Linked DNA regions of Anser cygnoides: region 2 is linked to region 1. A link is a contact called in public Hi-C data. All regions are on one chromosome and are shown on one strand. Each heading gives the region's core, a stretch centred on a gene start, on an enhancer-like site or on the middle of the called end of the contact. The rest is flanking DNA. Distances are from core to core; before and after follow the strand shown.

Region 1 (3,089 bases), core at 374-2,873:
AAGCAAAAGTAAGTTTACCGACTTGACTTAAGATGTTCCAAGAATTAGACAGCATGGAAGTTACCAAAACAGCATTTTTCTCTTTCCTTGTTTAAGCAAGAACACTGCTCTCGTTGCAGAGAGGGCAGACATCCTAGAAATCTGCGCTAAAGTTTTTGAATTATGCCACATAGTTGGCTTTTGTTGTTCGGTTTATTTGCTCCTTAGGAATAAAACTCATTTGCAACTTAGAAATACAATAAAGCTTCTAAAAAATTTTAAAATAAATTTACATCTGAAATAAAAAAAGACAAAAACAATCCGTAACTCTTACTGAATCCCCAAAAAGCTCATTTAGAATTGGAACGCAGTATTTACTACTTAGCAAGCTCTGCATGAAGACAGTTTCAATACATTGGCAATATAAAGCAAATAAGCTTTTACCAAAACTTTAAAATCAAAAAAGGTCAAGCAGCTATTTCAATAAAATGTTTATGTTATGAAGATAACAAAAGATACAATCTACTTTTGTTTTACTTAGGACAGAAAAGCTTTTCCATCAAATTGCAAGCTACACTAACAACAGAAGTTACCCAAAGAGAACGGTGCTGCACACACAATACCTAAATTAAGCTCTGAAAGAAGAAACCTGAAGTTGGATGGGAGCTAAAGATCACAACAGAACAGTGACCAATTAAGATGATCCGACCTTTCTTCTTCAAAGAGCAGCATTTATATTTTTATTTAAGAAGTGTAAGAAAACACAAACTTTAGTGTCCTATCCTAACTAGGCCATTTTCGGTAATATGGAGTGTTTTCTTCTTAAACCTAGTTTTTACTGAAATAGGGCTCCTTGTTTTCTATCCATCCTTCCATTCGTGTATCAGCCTCTCGAAAAAAATACAACACAACCAACTGGGAACCAACTGTACAGACAGGTCTCATGAAAATGGGCAGCTCTGTGGGGAACAGAAAGAGAAACTTAATGTAGCATCCCAGTGAGTAAAAGGCTAGGAAAGTGCAACCTCAAACACCACCGCCTCTGTGTGGTCTATCAGCTGGCCAGTCTGCATAAGCTACATCTAAACCACCAGCTCCCCCTTGTCTAGGCAAACTGGGTGGTCTTCATCCTCTCTATTACTGTAATGGGAAGGTAGGGTGTTTGAAGGCCTTTTTTTTTAATTATTGAGGAAGGGGGAGAATTGGGTCAAGAAGGGGATATAGTGCACAGATTTGTAGGAAACCAGACACCAGACTTCTTCAGTTTCAGTCTTCACAGAATTTTCTTTTGTAATTTACAGGATACCCTCAGAGAACCAAATAATTGTTTACTTGCAGTGGTATTTCTAGTTCTTCAGTCTTCCTAGCCTACGTGTTTCTATCACAAAGTTATTGCTTCAAGTTATCGCACAGAATTACTTTAAACGATGAAAAAATTAACTTTGTCTTTCAGCATTTTATAGCTTCTAATAAATTCCTAGTACATACCTATTGAAAAGAACATACACCTCTCTTTTACTATCTTTTAGACAGTCTTCCGACTCAATTTTGCTTGCACTTCTGAATTCAATTATAATATACAACATACTGCCATAACACGATGACTGGTTAAAACAATAATGCAAGCTGAAAGGAGTATATCAGTGACAACATATTATCAATTTATCCAATGCAACAAATGTCAAAAAAAATTAAAGCTGAGCAGGAAGACTGCCATGGGTATTTTGACTCCAGAGCTCCTGAGCATGAGGTATCTCACTGCAGAGGCCTGGTCTCACAGCATCCAGGCACCACCTTGGCCTGATGTTCAGGCCAAAGCCCCACAGCTGTTGAGTCTGAGCAGGGGCACAGAAGAAGAACTGAGAAATAAAACGTAAGTAGTTTAACTCTCACCACAGAAGTATCTAGGTAGTGACCAAAGCAGCACTGGAGCGGCAGGTTTGAAAGCACAGGATCATCCATTGATTTTGCCTCGTACCAAGTTCAAAAGTCACTTCCCTCTTCTTGTTTGTACAGGGAAGTTAATGATTTTTCCCCTCCGTGCGCTTGTTCTGTTTGATGCACTGTTTACTGTCTCTGTACAACACGTACAGGATCAACCACCAGTGCTTCAGTGTTTCTAGTGTATGCTTTGTGGGGAAGTTCTGAGGGGCACCAAGGGGGGACAGGGGAGGGTGGCAGTCACCAACTTCAGGTATAACTTTACACGGTGAAAAGCATGAGACCATCCCTCACGTTTTTTCGTGCAACACATTCAAATACTAATTCCTATACAAAAATAAAAGCAGCACTGGCATGTAAAAACTTTTTCATGTAGTAAAAAGAACTGGGTATTTTAACTGCTATAACCTTCATCTTACACTTGTGTAAGCATCCACCTTCCTTGCATAAACTAATACAAACCAACTTTGAACATGACCTTGATATAACATACAAAATAGAAAAAAAAAATCAACAGGGAGTTGGGAGAAAAGAATCACTACTTGGATATAAGCACATAAGATACAAGCATCTGAATGCACACGGGAAAGACTGAGTACTCTCTGCATGAGAAGCTTTGGCCACTCACTAGCTCTTCAGTCAGTTATTAGGTACAGTACCCTGGAATCATTCAGCTTGGAAGAGACCTCTGGAGGTTATCTAGCCCAACCTCCTGTTCAGAACAAGGCTAACTTCAAAGACTGGGCTGCTCAAGGCCTTGCCCAGCTGAGTTTTCAAAACCTTGAAGACTGACAATACCACAGCCTCCCCGAGTAACCTGCTCCAGTGCTCAAAACTCCCGCTGTGAAGAAGTTATTTTATAGCTATTACAATACGATCTGGTACAGAGAAAAGGCCTATCCTTATACATGAACTGCTATGCTCTCAAGCAACTAAAGCAGGTTTCACCATGTTTAAGGGCTCTACGCACTAAAAATTACTGAACCAATAGCAAAACTGGATTTGGGTTGAATGGTATAGACTATTCCTTCTTTTCCTAGGTGAACTGGGAAACCGTAAGTATAAAAAAAGATCTGGTATCTTGAAGTACTTTCAAAAGAATAACCATGTATGTCGCTTGAACCACAGATATTACAACACTGGGTCCTTCCTGTGTTCCAGTTTGCAAG
Region 2 (2,868 bases), core at 92-2,591, 410 kb before region 1:
CTTCCCCAGGATGTCTAAAAAAGAGCCAGCATGTGATCTGACCACGTGCTTGCAGAGGCACTGAGGAAGCAGGTATCTTGGTGACTGAGCATAAGCTTTTTAGAATGCGTGGTTTCCCCTCCTTCCATATTACAGCTTTTGTCTGTCTGCTGTAGACTAAAGCTCCCTCTCCTGGTCTCTAAGCCACCTCATCCCAATCACCCCCCCCCCCCATATTTATTGGGCAGAGCCGAAGAAGCGGGAAGGCAGACAGCCTCCCAGCTTCAAAGCCCCGTTTCCCCGCCCCGCTCAGGCCCGCGATGACTCATAAATGCAGCAATTAAGCACTGAGTCAGCCCCAGAGAAGATCGGGGGGGGGTGTGGGTGTCACCTCCAGCCACGCATGCGCTCCCTAGGAAGGGGGGGACGCTCCCTGGCCGCCCCCCCAGCCTCCCTCCCCTTCCCCAGGGCTAACCCTTGCCGATCGGGCGCCCCCTGCCCCCCGCCGCGAGGCTGTAACTGCGGCACAGCCCCCCAAAAGAAGCCTCCCCCCACTCCCCACCCCCAACCCCCCAAGCACGGGGAGGCGCGGCCCAGCCGCCGCCATTTTGTCTCGTCGCATGGCGCGGGGAGCTGGGGGGGGGGCACAATCAAAGGAATAATCCGCCCCAAAACTTGAAAAAAATACGAAATTAAAAAATATAAGGGGCGAGCGATCGTTGTTGAAGGTATCTCCATGTTCCCTTCTAAAAGGGTGCCGGAGATTTCTTCATAAAAATACACCCCCCGTCAACAACGCGGCGCCCCAGCCCGCCCGCCTGCCGCCCCGCACCGACCTCGTCCTTCCAACCGCCCTCACCCGCTGCTCCCCAGCCCAAACGCTCACCGTTTTCGTCCAATAAAGACATAAACCCAACGCTGCTCGCCCCGGGCTGCGACGAAGCCGAGTGTGCGAGGAGAACGAGGCCGTGGGGGCGCTTATATCCAGCCGGAGGCGGAGGAGGCGGAGGCGGACGCCGCAGCCTCCGGGTCCGGGCGTCCTGAGGCGGGCGTTATCAGCAGGGACAGCAGTGCCGGACAATCTGCGGGCAAGACACAACCAGGGGCATCGTTAGCGGCGGCACCTGTGAGGAGAGGGGGGAGGAGGAGGGGGGAGAAGAGGGAAGGGGGGAGGGAGCTGCGGCGGCCGGCGCGCAGCTCAGGCAGAAGGGGGCGGCTGACGGGACCCCGGCAATGGCTGCCCCGTACTCACCTCTAGAATGTTCTCGCTCTGACTGAACAACGCCAAAGCTGGGATCAATCAGCCAGCGGCGCGCCCCGCCCCCCCGCCCCCCCCATTGGCTCGCCGCTCGCTCCGGGGAGAAATTATTGGCTCGGGGCTCGCCGTGCCCTTCGCCCACTGGTGGAGGCCGCCGTCAATCAAACCGCCCCTCGCTTCGCTGCCCTTCCCCCGCCCTCCCCCCGCCAGTGCCCCAAAGGACATCGCGTCTACGCGGGGCGGCTCTCGCGAGACTGCGCTGAGGGGCGGCGGGCGGCGGGCTGAGGCAGCGGGAGCTGCGCGCTCTCCCCGGCTCCTTTCCCGTGCTCCGTTCCCCTCGTTGTGCTGGGAGACGCCATCACACGTGTCCCCCACAAGCACCCTCCAAAAACACACAGACCCCTTCGGGGAGGGCCCTGGTCTTTCTCTCGCCTCGGTTTCCACACAAAATCGCCGCCGGCCCTCGTGGCAGGGTGCTCTGACCAGGCCGGGGCCGTGGTTTGTTTGAAAGCACGACCTGCAATGCTGTAGGAATGAAAATTTGGGGGGGGTGCAGCTCGTCATAGACGGGCAGCGGCCAAATGTTTGGCATCGCAGCAGCTAATTTGTGTTACAAACACTTTTAAACAATTAAAATGCTGAATACATTGTGTTTTTCCTGTACGGCCTGCTTTTGTGTGCAGGAAAAGGCCTATTTATTGTCCCTGTCATAGCGACTCAGCTTTGGATACCTCTGGGTGCTGGGGCTGCCTTTGTCTCTTACAAAGGATAATTCAAATTCTGTGTGCACCTAGTTTCAGTTCTTAATATAAAATGCTGCTAGACCTCCTTAGCTTAATCAGCACCCTAGATAAAGCAAGTTTGGATTTATATGTTTTAAAAGCAGGAACATGGGTCCTTTTTTGTGCTCTGTTCTTTCCATGTCTTCCATCTCCAGCCCTCCAATATGACAGGATTACATATTTTGGATGTTTCAGAACACAAATAATTTTGGCAAAGAGCTTTTTTAAACTTTACCAATCAAGTGATCAATCAATTCTCTTACCTCTTTCAATACTGCCAGGCAGAACAAGAAGACTCCAGTTCCTGTCACTGTGGCTTAGTGAACAATGTTGGGAAGCCTCTTGATGGCTATGTGGGTGTATAGGGAAAAAGAAGTAACGAAGATAAAAATGAGTAGCGACATTATATAATGTCATATACTCTAAATTTCTCCCTAAGTTAGTTTTGAAACAGTTTTCCCAGCTGACTTTGATAACATGTTGGCGTGGTCAGAGCAAACCCCTTATACTGAGCCTTTAGGTATGCCTTGAACATTTTTGGTCTGATACGCAAAAATACTGCGTTTAAATACTAAGGTGACTGATAAATGAGATTTTCTTAGAAATCATAAAAGAAAAGCTGGGCTATTGTTATGGACACTTTCTGTGACACACAATAATAAAAAACTTGTTCTTTCAACTAGAGCGGCAGAGCAACAAACCTGGAAGAAATAAATGTGCACGTCCCCCAATACTTTCTAACAAGATCCTCTACACCATGGCCTCTGCCCTGGTTGTATGTTTCTTTTCAGCCCATGGAATAACAAGTCTTTGTAGCCAGGATGTTGTCTTGTAAAACATCATGTCTTG

What was found. Hi-C and Micro-C count contacts between places; a contact is called where the count stands out from the background.
Region 2: a contact with region 1 is called in a Hi-C map of liver, with 5 times the contacts expected there. The contact joins the promoter of EIF5 here to the enhancer-like site in region 1. A contact is called at or near these places in 2 of 7 Hi-C or Micro-C datasets (both in liver).

What each region holds. Positions count from the first base shown.
Region 1 is chr5:55,718,620-55,721,708 of Taihu_goose_T2T_genome, reverse strand. All of the region lies in intron 4 of TRAF3 (TNF receptor associated factor 3), which reads right to left. Among named protein-coding and RNA genes, the nearest start is that of TRAF3, 33 kb to the right of the region's middle. Within about 2 kb of position 1,623, at least 1 of the 3 cell types and tissues checked has open chromatin away from gene starts, as enhancers often do. A contact at or near this core is called in liver, where this site is marked.
Region 2 is chr5:56,129,145-56,132,012 of Taihu_goose_T2T_genome, reverse strand. It overlaps EIF5 (eukaryotic translation initiation factor 5), which reads right to left and starts at 1,341. Exons shown (of 12, transcript XM_066998393.1): 1 at 1,232-1,341; 2 at 866-1,061.